Linked DNA regions of Mus musculus: region 2 is linked to region 1. Evidence: chromatin contacts called from public HiChIP or PLAC-seq data. All regions are on one chromosome and are shown on one strand. The core of a region is the stretch at or near the end of the contact, and the rest is flanking DNA. Distances in the headings are between cores, read along the strand shown.

Region 1 (3,232 bases), core at 289-2,788:
CAGCTTTGCCACCAGTGGAGTTCCTGTAATGAGCTATCAGGGAGCCACCTCTAGTGGGTCAAGGGGCACTCAGCATGCACTTCCAGGAAAGACCTGCGGCTGCTCCTGTTCACAGCAGATTCCAGTAGGAACCAGTCTTAAGGACCAGCATGGGTGGTGTGTTCACCATTCAAGTCTCCAGCTTCCTCTCAGAGCCACATCTCCAGGCTGCTGGGGAGAGGATCCTGAGCCGGCTCCCGTCCTCTCAATGCAGAGTGTGATTCCCTGGTCCCACTTGGCAGAAATAGAGGAGCCCAGGGCCCAAAGCAGAGAAGGCTTTCCTCCACCCCTGCATCTCCCATGGGGAGAGGAGCCCTAGAGGAAGTCAGGCTCGGGAGCCAGAGTTAACTTCAAAGGGGATGGAAGGATCCCATAGTAGGCAGACCTCTCCTTAACTCACTGGAAAACCAGGGTAAGCTAACTCCTACTGCCTTCCTGGTGGTGACTTAGTGCTCAACTTTGGGGGCCCTACAGAAGGGACAAGAACAGAATGTAGCTATCTCTCCCTGGCATCTGTGTCCCAGGACAAACCAAAGCAGAAGAATGAGAGACAGTCAGTCAGTCAGGGGTGGCCCTGCCTTCATTCCTGTCAGTACCTGCCCCAGGCAGGGGCTGAACCTGGCAGGAGGGCAAGCGGCCCACCCCGTCCCATCCCCGTACTCCGAGTCCCTCGCCTCTGGGCTGGACAGATGTTGGTTTAGGGGGAAGTGTCTGTAAAGGGCAGATGATTCACTGCTTCTACTTTCTAGGCGCTTCCAATGGACCCCTAGAAGGGGTCTGGGAGCCCTGGCCACTCCCACCAGCTCCACGTAGGTTCTTTTACTTTGGTTTCTTTGCCGGGACTGGGACCAGAGAATGTCTGTGGTCCCTCAAGGCACCCTCTAGGGTGCCACAAGTGTGTGCGGCGTCCATGGGGAGTGGGAATTTCCACGGAAAGACTTCTTAGGCTCCTGCGTTGCGGGTTCCCACTCCACCCAGATATGAGATCTCCCTGCCTGCCGGGAAACTGCCAGGTCCAGACACCTCTCGCTGTCAAGAGTCCCTGTGCTCCACTCGCAAGGGAGCCCCCCAGTACTCTCAAACCAAGAGGGTTCAGGAGCTGAAGGCTAAGCCAGCTCCCAGAAGGGCTGTGGTGGCGGCAGCCTTGAAGCAGCTCCCACCGCACGCCGGCATACACATCTCGGCCACGTTTTTTCAGTCCCTAGACTTTTCTTGCAGGGAAAAGCCAGCAGAGTGCTGATCCCCTTCTCCTCCAGCGCCCCCCCCCCCCCCCACTCCACCAGCGAACGTACCTTCTTCCGCAGCCTCATCTGGCCTGTGATGACAGCCACCGCGTACATCTTGATGACCAGCAGTGTGCTGCAGAGCAGAAAGGCCGGGAGCACCTGGCCGCTCTCCATCACCAGGCCCGGGGAAGGCATCTCGGCTAGCCGGCCTGGACTTCAACTCGGGGACACCGGGACTGAGAGTGAGACTGTCCCACAGGCGGCTTATGGAGAGGAGGAGGCGGGCCAAGTCCTGAGTAGGCGGTCACCCCCGCCCACTCCCCGCCCACCCTGATCACCCGCAGCAGGCCCCCTGCTCAAGTCAAGAAGGAACCCAGAGACTTCTGCTCCAAGTGTCCGGGTGGGGGGTGGGAAGCAGAGGAATGGAGGTGTCCCACGCCATCCTTGGCTCAGGACCATTGTTCTTTTGAAAGCCTCAGACTACATAGAGTGTTTTCTCACTTAACATCAGGTCTCCGACCCCAGTCTGCATATCACTGACCCATGCCCACCTTCCGAAAGAGCGTGAGAACCAGGGCATTTATGCTAATGTGTGGCCGCTGTAATGCTGGACATGCAGCCATGGAGGTGGGTTGTCTCTGCAAGATGGAAGGTGAGGAGACAGATCCTTCTGCCATCCTCTAACAGGACACAGACCCCCAATTACCAATTCGTGTGTGTGTGTGTGTGTGTGTGTGTGTGTGTGTGTGTATTTGCATATGGGTGGGGATATTCACGTGTGTGCACCTTTGCGTGGAAGCCAGTAGCTGCTGTCACATGACTTTCTCAATGTCCATCTTAATTTTTAATTTCTTTTAAAATTATGTTTATTTATTTATTGTGTGCCACAGTACCTGTATGAAAGTCAGAAGATAACTTGCTGATGATGGTTTTGTTCTGCCATGTGAGTCACATTCAGGTCTCACTAGCCTAAGCACCTAACTTTTCTCTTTTCCTTTTTTGAGAGAGAGAGAGAGAACCTCACTATCTACCCCCCATGGCCTGGAACTCAGAGAGCTCCCTGCTTTGGCCCTTCCAGTGCTGCGACGAAGGGCATGCACCAGTACAGCCTGGCCCTGTTACATTTTGAGGTCTGATCTTCCACTGCTCCAGAGCTCATCATTCTGCCAGCCTGACGGGCCAGTGAGCTCCGAGCATCCCCCTGCCTCTGCTGCCAGCAAATTACAAATACACACCTTCCCTGCTCGCTCCCTTCGTCAGTCAGCTAGATCGTAAAGAACAGTAATCAGGCCAAAGGAACATCACCATCAGCCTGCCATGCATGCCTCAAAGCAAGAGATCTAGGGGCAACTAGCCTGAACCCCACTCGGCTGTAAACTTAGCCAGTCCTTAGAGCACCAATGTAGCTCTGGGCTCTGATCCAATTTCCCTAGCTATAAAATGAAACTGACTATCTTGTCTCTCTCTCTCTCTCTCTCTCTCTCTCTCTCTCTCACACACACACACACACACACACACACACCATAGCAGTTGCTGGAACTATAAGGGTCTTGGTTGGAGATATATGTCCGGCCATCCTTGGTTACATAGTGAACGTGAGGCCAGCCTAGGATATATTAAATAAACCCTGTCTCAAAAGTCAGGGCTGATGAGATGGCTCAGTAGGGAAAGGTACACTCCACCAGCTTGAATAGGTGAGATTCTCTCCCAGATCTACATGGTGGGAAGATAGAATCCACCTAAGCAGGCTGTCCTCTGCTGGAGAGTATACTCATGGATAATAAGTGTAAAAAGGATTAAGTTGGAAAAATATTCATGTCTACAAACGAGGATACAGAGCACCCGCTACGCAGTAGCTCTTCCTCGCTGAGGACACCAGAGCCTCCGTTTCCCCCTACTCAGAAGAGGGTTCCTGTCTAGCTGGATTGACAGGAGGGAATCCTTGCTGCTGGGGCTGTGGGTGGCTT
Region 2 (3,307 bases), core at 124-2,623, 95 kb before region 1:
AATAAGTAAAAGCAAAACACAACTTTAAGCACCTACTGTAATGCAGAGCCCAGGAGGCATGACAAGTATGTCTAACAGCCGGTGTGTCAGCCAACAGAGGTGAGCTTAAGGCAAAAATACTTATTATGATAACCTTCATTGCCTGCAAGCCCCACTAGACTCTAGCCTAAACTCGCAAATCCCACAAATTTAACCCTCAGAGTATTGTAGCTGAATCATTACATCCACCAGTTAGAAGAGGCAACTTAGAACTCCGAGGCGGTTAGAGGGGGTTTGCATGCAGCAAGCTCATCTTTCCTTCAAGACCCGGTGCAGATTGTCTGAGTGGATAGGGAAGGGCGGTCCTCAGGAGGGCAAACTTCTAGATTTCTGCTTTATTTGGCCTGGCAATCCTTACCTCTGTCAAAGCCTTTCTTTCCTGTTCTCTTTCCTGGGTTGATATATTATTTTAATATACTAGTGGGCATGGGTGGATTTGAGCAACAATGGCTTTTAATCCTCCTCCCCCCCCCCCCCCGACAGGGTTTCTCTGTATAGCCCTGGCTGTCCTGGAACTCACTTTGTAGACCAGGTTGGCCTCGAAATCCGCCTGCCTCTGCCTCCCGAGTGCTGAGATTAAAGGCGTGCGCCAACAACGCCCGGCTTAATTCTCCTTTTAGGGTGGAAAACTCTCATGATGTTGGTTTTTAAGAATCCAGCCTTGTGGCGCATGGAGGCGCGTGCCTGTAACCCCAGCAACCACGTCGATGATGCAGAAGGATCCTGAAGTTTACGGCCAGAACTCAGTTGGACTCTTGTCTTAAAAGAGCTACACCCTCAAGTGTGTGAGATATCAGCTGTGGATCCTTCATCATGAAGTCCCTGCGCGTAGGCAAAAAACTGGGTTAGGATCCCGAAGGAAAAGGCGATCTGGCCGAAGAATAGGGCGATCAAACCTTGGAGTGCGGCGATCTGGCCAGGGGGCGGGGTGAACTGGCCTCGGGGACAAGCGAGGTAGCGATGGGGAGGGGCGAATTGGCCGTGGGGCGGAACTAGCTGGTCTTGTGTTTGGGCGAGCTGGGCGTGGGGAGGGGCGAGTTAGTCGCGCGGAGAGAAGTTCTGGGCGTGTCGAGTGAGCAGGCCGTGGAGCGGGGTTGGCTGTGGGGGCGTGGAGAGGTGTGAGCAGGCCCTGGAGAGGGCGGAGTTGGCTGTGGGGGAGGGACGATCTGGACGTGAGCTGCCTGTGGGACGCGGCGATCTGGCCCTGGGGAGGGGCTATCTGTCTGTGGAGAGGGATGAGCTAGTCTTGGGGCGGAGTGAACTGGCCTCGGGGCGGAGCGATCTTGAGTCCAGCCCCCTCCAGGCTCGGGGAAGTGACGTGTGCGGACAAAGGCAGAGGCCGCGAGGTGTCTGGTCCGGTAGAGTGGTGGCGGCTGCTGTGGGCTACGGTCTTTGCCAGCCTCCTTCTCAACCCGTCCTTTTCTCTCGGGTCCCTGGAGCCCCGACCCAGGTAAGTATCGCGAGGGACGCGGCCAGGGAGGAGGGAGGTGCTCACCCCAACTGCCTGAAGCGGTGAGGCCCCGTCGTCAAGTGACCTGGGCCTGGCCCTGGCCCACGTGCACGTCCCATGGAGGTTCACCGATCAGACCTGGGCAGGGACTCTGGTGACCACGGATTGGGTTGGAGGAAGCCACGTTGGTGGAGGCTGGCAAGACGTATCTTCACTCGCGCCCGTACATCACTTTCCAGTCCTCAGTTTCCCCTCTGAGATAAGGAAAGCAGCCACTGCAAGGTTGGTGTGTGGAATCGGCGCCGTGCTTGGCTCAAGTCCTCGCAGTTAAGTGCTTGGTTGCACGGGTTGCCATCACGTTTAACTGCCTCCAGCTCTGGCCAACATCGTTACTGTCATGAGCCCTTGAGGCCAAGGTCAGCCTCTCTTCTGCAAGGCTGCCTGCCATCTTTTCCAGATGCTCCAGGCTTTGCTGCTCCACCAACTGTGTGATCATTTTGGTCTTTAATCCTTTTGATAAGGGCCTAGGACAGGTGCTGTAACTGATGACAATGATGTATGGGGTGGGGCACTCAGTGACTGGGGTCTAAGTGAGAAGCCTAAATCCTCTCCTAACTTTTGGTCCTTTCCCAAGTGCTGTTTTAAGGCACATCGTTTCCTTAAGCTGGCTTTCCTGTGTGTGTGCTTGTGTGTGTGTTGGGGGGAGGGGGGATGCTTTCCTGAAGGCCAGAGCCACATAATCAAAAGGTCAGAGTCTGCAGGTGTGTGGTTCTGGGTGTACCCGGAGCTTGTGTTTGCATCTTCTGGACTGACCAAAGGCCACATGATCTCATAGGTGGGCTCCAGCTTTACCAGGGTCTGTGTGATTTGGAGGTTTTAACACGTTTTCCTTACTTGATCTTTTTAACTATGTTTGAACTAGGCAGAGGTGGCACACGCCTCTAATCCCAGCATCCAGGAGGCAGAGGCAGGTGGATCTCTGGGTTTGAGGCCAACCTGGTCTACAGAATGAGTTCTAGGACAGTCAAGGCTACACAGAGAAACCCTATTTCAAAAACCAGACAGAAAGACAGAGAGAAAAATTGTGTTTTAAGATTTTTTTTAAAGATTTATTTATTGCCGGGCAGTGGTGCTGCACACCTTTAATCCCAGCACTTGGGAGGCAGAGGCAGGCGGATTTCTGAGTTCAAGGCCAGCCTGGTCTACAGAGTGAGTTCCAGGACAGCCAGGGCTACACAGAGAAATTCTGTCTCAAAAAACCAAAAAAAAAAAAAAAAAAAATTTGTTATATGTATGCAAGTATACTTTTGATGTCTTCAGACACTCCAGAAGAGGGCATCAGATCCCATTACAGATGGTTGTGAGCTACCATGTGGTTGCTGGGAATTGAACTCAGGACCTCTGGAAGAGCAGCTGGTGTTCTTGACTGGAGCTTGTCTCCAGCCTCCGTGTTTAAGGCTTTTTTTTTTTAAATTATTTTTATATTTGATTATCTGTCTATGGGGGCAGGGCCCAGGAAGGCAAAGGGAAGGCATCAGATCACCAGGAACCGCAGTGATTGCTGGTTTGGAGCTTTTCCACTGTGAGATGCTGAGAAGAGCAGGCAGTGCTCGCTCTAACAGCTGAACCATCTCACCAAACGTCTCTGACAGTGGAGAACTGTACGCTCAAGAGAGTATGTGCCTTCCACAGTGGAGCCTGGGGCTTCTCAGGCTTGTTTAATAACTACAGCTTCTCTATGAAGTTCAGGGTGAGTTTCAGACCAGCCATGGTCTCAGAGTGAAAAGAGGAGGACAGGCACAATGGGTAGGCAGACTG

The links. HiChIP or PLAC-seq counts read pairs in DNA pulled down with a chosen protein or histone mark.
Region 2: an H3K27ac HiChIP or PLAC-seq map of embryonic stem cells shows a contact between it and region 1, with 10 read pairs. The contact joins the promoter of Ntmt1 here to the promoter of Ptges in region 1. A contact is called at or near these places in 5 of 39 promoter capture datasets (Sertoli cells, cranial neural crest, frontonasal cranial neural crest and 2 more), 8 of 115 datasets of contacts at active chromatin or transcription factors (embryonic basal ganglia, embryonic forebrain, embryonic hindbrain and 4 more) and 3 of 9 other capture datasets (adipose tissue, liver and pancreatic islet).

What each region holds. Positions count from the first base shown.
Region 1 is chr2:30,901,759-30,904,990 of GRCm38.p6, forward strand. Ptges (prostaglandin E synthase) reads right to left here and starts at 1,539. Exons shown (of 3, transcript NM_022415.3): 1 at 1,332-1,539. The coding sequence starts at 1,460. Gm52550 (a long non-coding RNA gene) reads left to right here and starts at 1,497. Exons shown (of 3, transcript XR_003954020.1): 1 at 1,497-1,561; 2 at 1,777-1,892; 3 at 2,270-2,716.
Region 2 is chr2:30,806,595-30,809,901 of GRCm38.p6, forward strand. It overlaps Ntmt1 (N-terminal Xaa-Pro-Lys N-methyltransferase 1), which reads left to right and starts at 1,374. Exons shown (of 4, transcript NM_170592.3): 1 at 1,374-1,489.